Linked DNA regions of Mus musculus: region 2 is linked to region 1. A link is a contact called in public HiChIP or PLAC-seq data. All regions are on one chromosome and are shown on one strand. Each heading gives the region's core, a stretch centred on a gene start, on an enhancer-like site or on the middle of the called end of the contact. The rest is flanking DNA. Distances are from core to core; before and after follow the strand shown.

The links. HiChIP or PLAC-seq counts read pairs in DNA pulled down with a chosen protein or histone mark.
Region 2: a contact with region 1 is called in an H3K27ac HiChIP or PLAC-seq map of SST interneurons, with 6 times the contacts expected there. The contact joins two enhancer-like sites. A contact is called at or near these places in 2 of 115 datasets of contacts at active chromatin or transcription factors (SST interneurons and large pre-B cells) and 1 of 9 other capture datasets (embryonic stem cells).

Annotation. Positions count from the first base shown.
Region 1 is chr8:12,038,876-12,042,777 of GRCm38.p6, reverse strand. No RefSeq gene overlaps it. Among named protein-coding and RNA genes, the nearest start is that of Gm33029, 200 kb to the left of the region's middle. Within about 2 kb of position 1,452, at least 13 of the 459 cell types and tissues checked have an H3K27ac peak or open chromatin away from gene starts, as enhancers often do. A contact at or near this core is called in SST interneurons, where this site is marked.
Region 2 is chr8:12,620,696-12,624,164 of GRCm38.p6, reverse strand. Tubgcp3 (tubulin, gamma complex associated protein 3) reads left to right here. Exons shown (of 22, transcript NM_198031.1): 20 at 2,226-2,366. Among named protein-coding and RNA genes, the nearest start is that of Spaca7, 49 kb to the right of the region's middle. Within about 2 kb of position 2,089, at least 7 of the 459 cell types and tissues checked have an H3K27ac peak or open chromatin away from gene starts, as enhancers often do. A contact at or near this core is called in SST interneurons, where this site is marked.

The DNA.
Region 1 (3,902 bases), core at 203-2,702:
TGGAGATCCCCAATATAGTATCCAATGGAGATGTGTGTGTGTGTGTGTGTGTGTGTGTGTGTGTGTGTGTGTAGTATCCAATGGAGATGTGTGTGTGTGTGTGTGTGTGTGTGTGTAGTATCCAATGGAGATGTGTGTGTGTGTGTGTGTGTGTGTAGTATCCAATGGAGATCCGTGTATGTGTGTGTGTGTGTGTGTGTGTGTGTGTAGTATCCAATGGAGACCTGCAATATAGTATCCAATGGAGACCTGCAATATAGTATCCAATGGAGATACGTAATATAGTATATAATGGAGATACACAGGTCTTGGAGAAAGGGGACAGAATCAGGTTAGGGTTGTAGAAAAGTGGGACACCACTCAGCTCAGCAACACAACCCCACAGAGGTAGCTTGGTGGCTGCAAGCAGATGTAGCACATAGGTCAGCTCTATATCGGGAACATTAGACTCAGTTCAGAAAGGACAAGAACAAGACATCTGTGAAAATGTACAGGACCCAGTGGTCAAGTGTGACCTTCCAGGGAGTAAACTCAATACCTCACATGATCACATTCCCCAGTAAACTACAGCAGCTGTAGAGATAGGAGGAGAGAGGGGGGAGGGAGGAGACAAGGAGAGAGAGAGGCAAAGTTATTAGGGGGAGCTTGTGATCTGCCCTGATGCCTTCCAGCAGGAGGATAGGGGTACATGTGCCTGGAACCTAGTCTGGGGTCCTCTGACTCTGCTGACACTACTGAAGGAAGGACTTACAGGTGGAAGATGGCTGCCTCCACCCTTCCTTACAATCCATTCCTCCTAGTCTATAACATACTATGCTTTGTCATGGCTTTCCTCCAAAGTCCAAGGCCACTGCATGCTGCCACACAGCAGAGGAAGATGACACAATGGACTTCCTGTCTAATTCCGACTGATACCAGAGGCACGAGGATGTAGAATGGAGACAGATAACTTGAAAGGAAGGGAGAGGCATGGGAAACACAAGAACTCCCAGCATCAGACAGAAACTGCGGCCAGCCACTAGTCCGAACTCTCTGGATGGCGCTGGAAGAGGGCAGCATGGCCCTTCAGTTTCCAGCAAGCTCTATCTGCTGATGAGACGGAAAGGGTGTTTCTCCAAAGGCACTACCTGGAGGTCTGTTTTGATCTATAAAAAGGCAAATGCTGAAAATAAACTTGCACGATGTAAAGAAATTGCTGCTGAAGGGAAAGCGGAAGCTGCCTGGCAGAGCACGGCCGCTCTGAAAGCTGCGGATCTGTTTACACAATTCAGTGTAATCTTCATTATCCGGCAGAGCCTTCTGATTGTTTTATGCCTCAAATGACACCTATTTAAGTGTCTTTTTCTTAGTTTGCGTTACACATGGCCCTACACTGCAGCCCCGAAGAGTGTGTGTGTGCTGCATCTTATAAGTGATGCTTGCTGCTCTGCAGGCTGCTGAAGGGCCAGCACTGTCACCACCCAGATACGGTGCAGTACTGGGGCTTCAGGAGCAGAGAGCACCAGGGTGGAGCTCTGAGGACTCATGCTGGGATTTGAGGTAGTGGCAAAGGCTGATGCCACCTACAAACCCTCACTGTCAACCTAAAGGCGGTAATGTGTGACCTCAAATGGAGCTTATGTCAGAGAACCTTTAGACAGTACAGTTGGCACACAGCACAACTAGCACACTTCCCCTTTGTAGAAAGTGACCAGGGTTGGGGGCTGGGGAGATAGCTGTAAGGAAAGCACGCAGACATGAGGATCTGAGTTCAACTCCCCATACCCACATGGAAACTTGGTGCAGTGGTGTACCTATAATCCCAGAATTGAGGAGGCAGAGACAGGAGGTTCCCTGGAGCTTGCTGGCTAGCCAGTCTAGCTGAATCCTGGTTCAGTGAGAGACCATGTCTCAAAAAGTAAGGTAAAGTGGGACTACGACACCCATTGTTGGCGTCTGGCTCTACAGACACACAGACACACAGGCACACAGACACACAGACACACAGACACACATACAAACATATACATGCATGTATTTCCTCTGTCATCTGCACTCCTACCCCAGAAACTGATTAGGGTTCCAAGGACTGCAGAGGATCACAGAGTGTCTGCTATCCAAAGCCAGGAGTCCCTTGCTCCATCAGAGACCGCATGTGCAAAGCATTCCTGCAAGCTTAGGTTTGAGGGCTTGGCCTGCAGACTGGGAACAAAAAGAAGGACCTTGAACACACAACTCCTTCCAGGGCCTCCTGCTTCAGGCCCTGCACACATGCATTCTGCCCTCTGTCTTGTTTCTCATAGGACAGAGAGTTAAATACGTGTCTTAACATGAACCTCCACATAGAGCAATAGCTTAAATTTTCATCCTGGTATTTTTCCATTAATTATTAAGGACAAACATTTGATCATGCCTTAATTATTAAAATCACTACAGGTTTTCTCCTGGAATCAGGCTGAGATCTGTCTAAGAAACTGTTGGCAACAAGCTTCTGATTGCGTGTTTCAGCTTTCCAGCTGCATGGGTGCAAGTGTGATTTTATTTATTTATGTTGGCTGGCAAGTGTGATTTTATTTATTTATGTTGGCTGGGCTGTTGCAGGTAAAACATAATTTCCTCTTCTTACAATCTCTTACATGTAGGTTCTAAAGTCATTGTCAAACCGCCAGCTGTTTTGTCCTGAACATTTCCCTTTCCCTACTTATGGACCTAAAGCAGATGGAACACAGGCGAGTCTGTGCAGCTTGTCCATTGTCTTCTAGCCCCCAATGTCCCTAAGTGTCTGTGACGCCCTAGAGCACATCTCAGCTGCCCTCAGAGAACAACTCGCCTCTCCAATCATAAAGCCACAAAAGCTCACTAGTACCCAGGTCTATTGACCCAGACGCTGGTGTCTCCTTCAGAGTGCTCTATTCCCTAGCTCCTGGAGAACCTTCCAGAAGGAGAGCAGCATGTATGCAAGGCAGAGTCCTGGGCAGACCTGACTGCAGGGTTCCAATCTCATACTGGGAGACCGATGCTCAGCAAGGAGGTTGGCCAAACCTTCAGTAAAGGATCTTTGTCATGGTAGGAGGCAGGCACCCATTGGGCAGCCAGCTCTGCCCCGCCCCTGTGGGAGGAGCTAAAACAGCACTGGCCTTGTGGGAGGAATAAGGAAAAGTTGGCAGGTGCTGCCCACCTTGCTCTCTCTCCTCCATCTCCCTGTTGTGCCTAAGAACTTAGGACAGTAAGTCTGCCATAGACCTTGGGGCATCTTTCAAGATGATATATCCCTACTTGGAGGGCTGCACTCAGTGGTGAACAGTATCATTTATTTGTTTATTTTGTTTGTTTATTTGAGATGTGGGGGGGAGGTCTCATAGAGACAAAGCTAGATTCGAACTCATGATGTAGCTAAGACTGGCCTTGGTTTTCTGATCCTCCTTCTAATTCCTGAGAACTGGGCTTGACTTACAACTTTAGAGGAGGATTCTGCACTGGGTTCCATCCACCACTTCTGCCCTCCACAGATCCAGGGCAGCAGCCCCAGTGCCACTGTGTGCCAACCGAATGCTTGAGGATCTGCAGATGAGGAGTGGGCAACCAGAGGAGCACCCATTCCAACCCAGCAGCAAAGAGTAACCTTGGACAAGTCACCTCCACTTGAAGGAATGGACCCTGGAGCCAGTTAGCCCCAAGTGTTGGCAAAAACTTCCTAGATTATAAAAGAGATATGAGCAAGTGAAATGCATTCTGCAAAGTAGCATTAACTCCACAAAGTAAGGGTCACAAAGCAGAGTTTACTTAACAAAGGGTGACAAAGTAGAGTTAACTCCACAAAGTAAGGGTCACAAAGCAGAGTTTACTCAACAAAGGGTTACAACGTATAGTTAACTCCAAGAAGTAAGGGTCACAAAGGGTTTCACCCTCAGGGAAACAAGTAT
Region 2 (3,469 bases), core at 840-3,339, 580 kb before region 1:
AGAGTGCTAACATCCTTTGAACAGAATTAGTAACTCGTGAAATGGGCTTCTAAAGTCATCTGGGGTCCTGCTGACTATTCCCACTAAGTCCAGTCTCGGAGGTTGATAGTACAGTGGGTTTCACATCTGTTACCTGGCATGCATGTTTGTTATGGAAGTATTTCTTATGGCATCAGTATACTGGTGACTGCATAATGGTACCCACAGGTCCTGGCCATTCTCTGTAATGTGCTTAAGACATGAAGCACCCATTTGTGGGTCAAAGTCAATGTTCAGGCAGATGGTGGCCTCTCATTGTGAATCCAGGGTTCTCTTTTCAGAGGCACAATGTAAATTTGTGGAAATTAAATTATATGATTCACCATGGCAACCAACTCGTAAATGCAGCTGCCGCTCTTTTCAAGCTGTAGAAGTCAGGTTATATGTCGTTCTGCAAAGGAAACAGGTGTGGACGTCACCAGGTGTATTGCTCTTCAGCAAATGTTGGAATTGCTAAGGACTTCACCCACACTGGCATCCTGCATTCTATGGCTCTGCTGACCATGGGGCTGAGCTCATAGAAGATGGGAAATGTCTGTGTGAGACAAGTTGAGTCACCCTAATTCTTGAATTTATAGAATAGCTGTAGATGTGGCAAAGTCCAAAGAGTCTTCTGCCTATAGGGAGGTAGTTCTAGGGACTAGTTGTTTGGAGTTGGTCCCCAGCCAGCCTCACTGAAGGAGCGCTGCCTTAGGCTCCCTTAGCCCTGAGGTTGTGTCTTAAGCTGTTCAGTAAGCCGATTGGGTGTTGTTTGCTTGCTTTAGAAACAGGGTCTCAGACTAGCCTGGAATCTGTGATTGTCCTGCCTCAGCCTCCAGTGTTGAGATTATAGGTATGAGCTGCCACAACTGGCTCCAGAACATTTTGTCATTAGTTGTTCCTAAGAAAGAAGTCTATTATATAAAACAGTAAAAAAGTAATGTTTTGGACTTATTAATTTTAAGTGTGGTATTTTCATATTTTTACACTGTGAGGAAGTCAGTTGTCATGATCCAGTTAAGGTGGGGAAATGACAGTTGCAGACATGTGTGTATCTCCGTTTGATTGTGCAGCATTGAGGGAAAAAGCCCTGAGCAGCACAGTAGAAAGGGCAGCTCAGACCCTCAGAGCAGACTGAAGAAGCCCACAGTGCATGCTCCACTCAAAAGAAGTATCAGTTAGTAAGCTCAGGGACGTAGTACTCAAAAAACAAGTTGTTCTTGTCATGACTACAATAGAAAAATAAACCAGGCAGTTATAACCATATTAAAATTTAAACAGGACTGTCTCCTTTCTTTGTTTTCTAATGTTTCATAAAATAAATTCTGACAGAGATCAGGACACTTGCTTGAGACTGCATTCATCATGAGCCACATGGCTTGTGGCATGCAGCGGCATCACCTGATCAGGCCTTCTGTCTCCCTGCGCTGCTGTGCAGGCTAAAGGCCCTATTGCACTGTGCACTTTGCACGAGTCCCTGTGTTCTTAGGTTAGTGTGCTCGCAGAGTTGCTCAGCAAAGGCTCCAGTCTCACGTGGGTGCAGAGTTAGCTCAGCTGTCATTTTTGCTGCTTGACATCTCAGCAGGACAGGGCAGGACTTTGACTGAGGATGGCTTATATGTTCAGAGACTTGGTCCCCAGTTAGTGGAACAGTTTGGGAAGGATTAGGAGGTGTGGCCTTGTTGAAGGAGATGTGTCACTGGGAGTGGGCTTTGATGTTTCAAAAAGCTGGTACTAGGCCCAGTCTCCTCCCTCTGCCTTCTGCTTGGGGATCAGATGTAAAGCTCTCAGCACTGCTCCAGTCCATGCATGTCTGCTTCCCACTATGGTAGACATGGCCTAACGCTCAGAAACTGTAAGCAAACCCCATTAGGCTCTTCAAGAGCTGCCTTGATCATGGTATCTCCACACAAAGCAAGGACTAGGAGGAGCTTGTCCATTTTTGTGTTGCTGTGTGGCTCTGGAGGTGTGTACACAGGTCTAGGCACACACAAAGCACCTATGTGGTATTAGCATGTCTGTGTCCTCAGTTCACACTTGCAGTAGATGTTACTTAAGGACAGCCCACTCTTAGGGCTTCTGAGTCACACACACTCTTCCAGTCTCCCCGAGCTTTAGAGGAGGCAACCCCAAAGCACACGAATATTTAAGCAGAGATGCCTCACTAGCATCTGAGGCTCTGTTCATTTAAAATGCTGATTTTTCAGGTGCTTTTAAACCAACTGAGAGCCGTGTTTGACCAAATCATTGAACTTCAGAATGCCCAGGACGTGATGTACAGAGCAGCTCTGGAGGAGCTGCAGAGGCGTCTGCAGTTTGAAGAGAAAAAGAAACAGCGTGAAATTGAGGTACGTTTTTAACTCCTGTTTTCTCGTGGCTGGCCAGTCGCCATGAGCGGTGGCAGTAGCGTTTCTGCTGAATCTCCACACTGAGGCAGCATGCAGCCTACTGTGAGTCGGAGGAAGCTGTGCGCGCTGTCAGACTGAGTGCTCACCTCACTGCTGTCGCCAAGCTTCAGAACCCCAGCAGTGGTGGTATCCCAGGGTCTCTACCGCAGCCTCAGAGTCGGCTGCTGCTGTCACTACCGGGAAGCTGGCTTGTTTAGTGACTCACATGAGCTAGGTTTCCTTAGAACATTTCTGTGTGTTCCCAATGTCCTGGAATTAATAAGATCCATCAGACAGATCAGGCTGTTGGTGGGGTTTCTTGCTCTTGCTAGCCTGGGTCTCTGCTCTTTCTAGGTGCCTGGTCTTGGGGTAATGAAAGGCAAGTCGTGTAGTTGGCACAGTGAGGTTAGTTTTACTTTTGAGTAGTGTTCCTGTAACAGTGTCTGTGTGAGGGGCCTAGCAGCATATCACAGGCAGGAGCAGGAGTGTCTCCTTTTGGTGCTATTGGGATAGCTCTTGACTGCAGTGGTTTGTGGGTAATTCTGAAGAGCCGTGGGATTTGCACACACATAATCTCCTGATCCATGCCCAGCAGCCTGTGTGAGACTGACAGACACAGGATTGTGCTGTAGCTGTCACTTACCGTCTCTGTGGTAAGAGTTGTCATCTGTGATGTGACTTGTAAAGTAATCATGATACTCAGTGTGACCTGAGTGTCACCCTTCCAGAAAGCTGTTCAACTATATATAATAGCCTACTGAAACCAGCCTTTAGGAGTGTGTAGTTCTAGGCAGGCCGTGGTGGCGCACACCTCTAATCCCAGCACTCAGGAGGCAGAGGCAGGCGGATCTCAGAGTCCACACAGTGAGTTCCAGGTCAACCAGAGGTGTAGTGAGACCCTGTCTATTAACAACCAAACAACCAAACAAATAAGATTTGCTCTTCTGATACTAGCATGGTGGCAGTTGTGTGCACACTGGTGGTCTCACCAGATGTCACCGGTCAGCAGCAGAAGGGACACAGATATACACTAAGTTCAGGTCATCTGGCGTGTTTCATTCAGA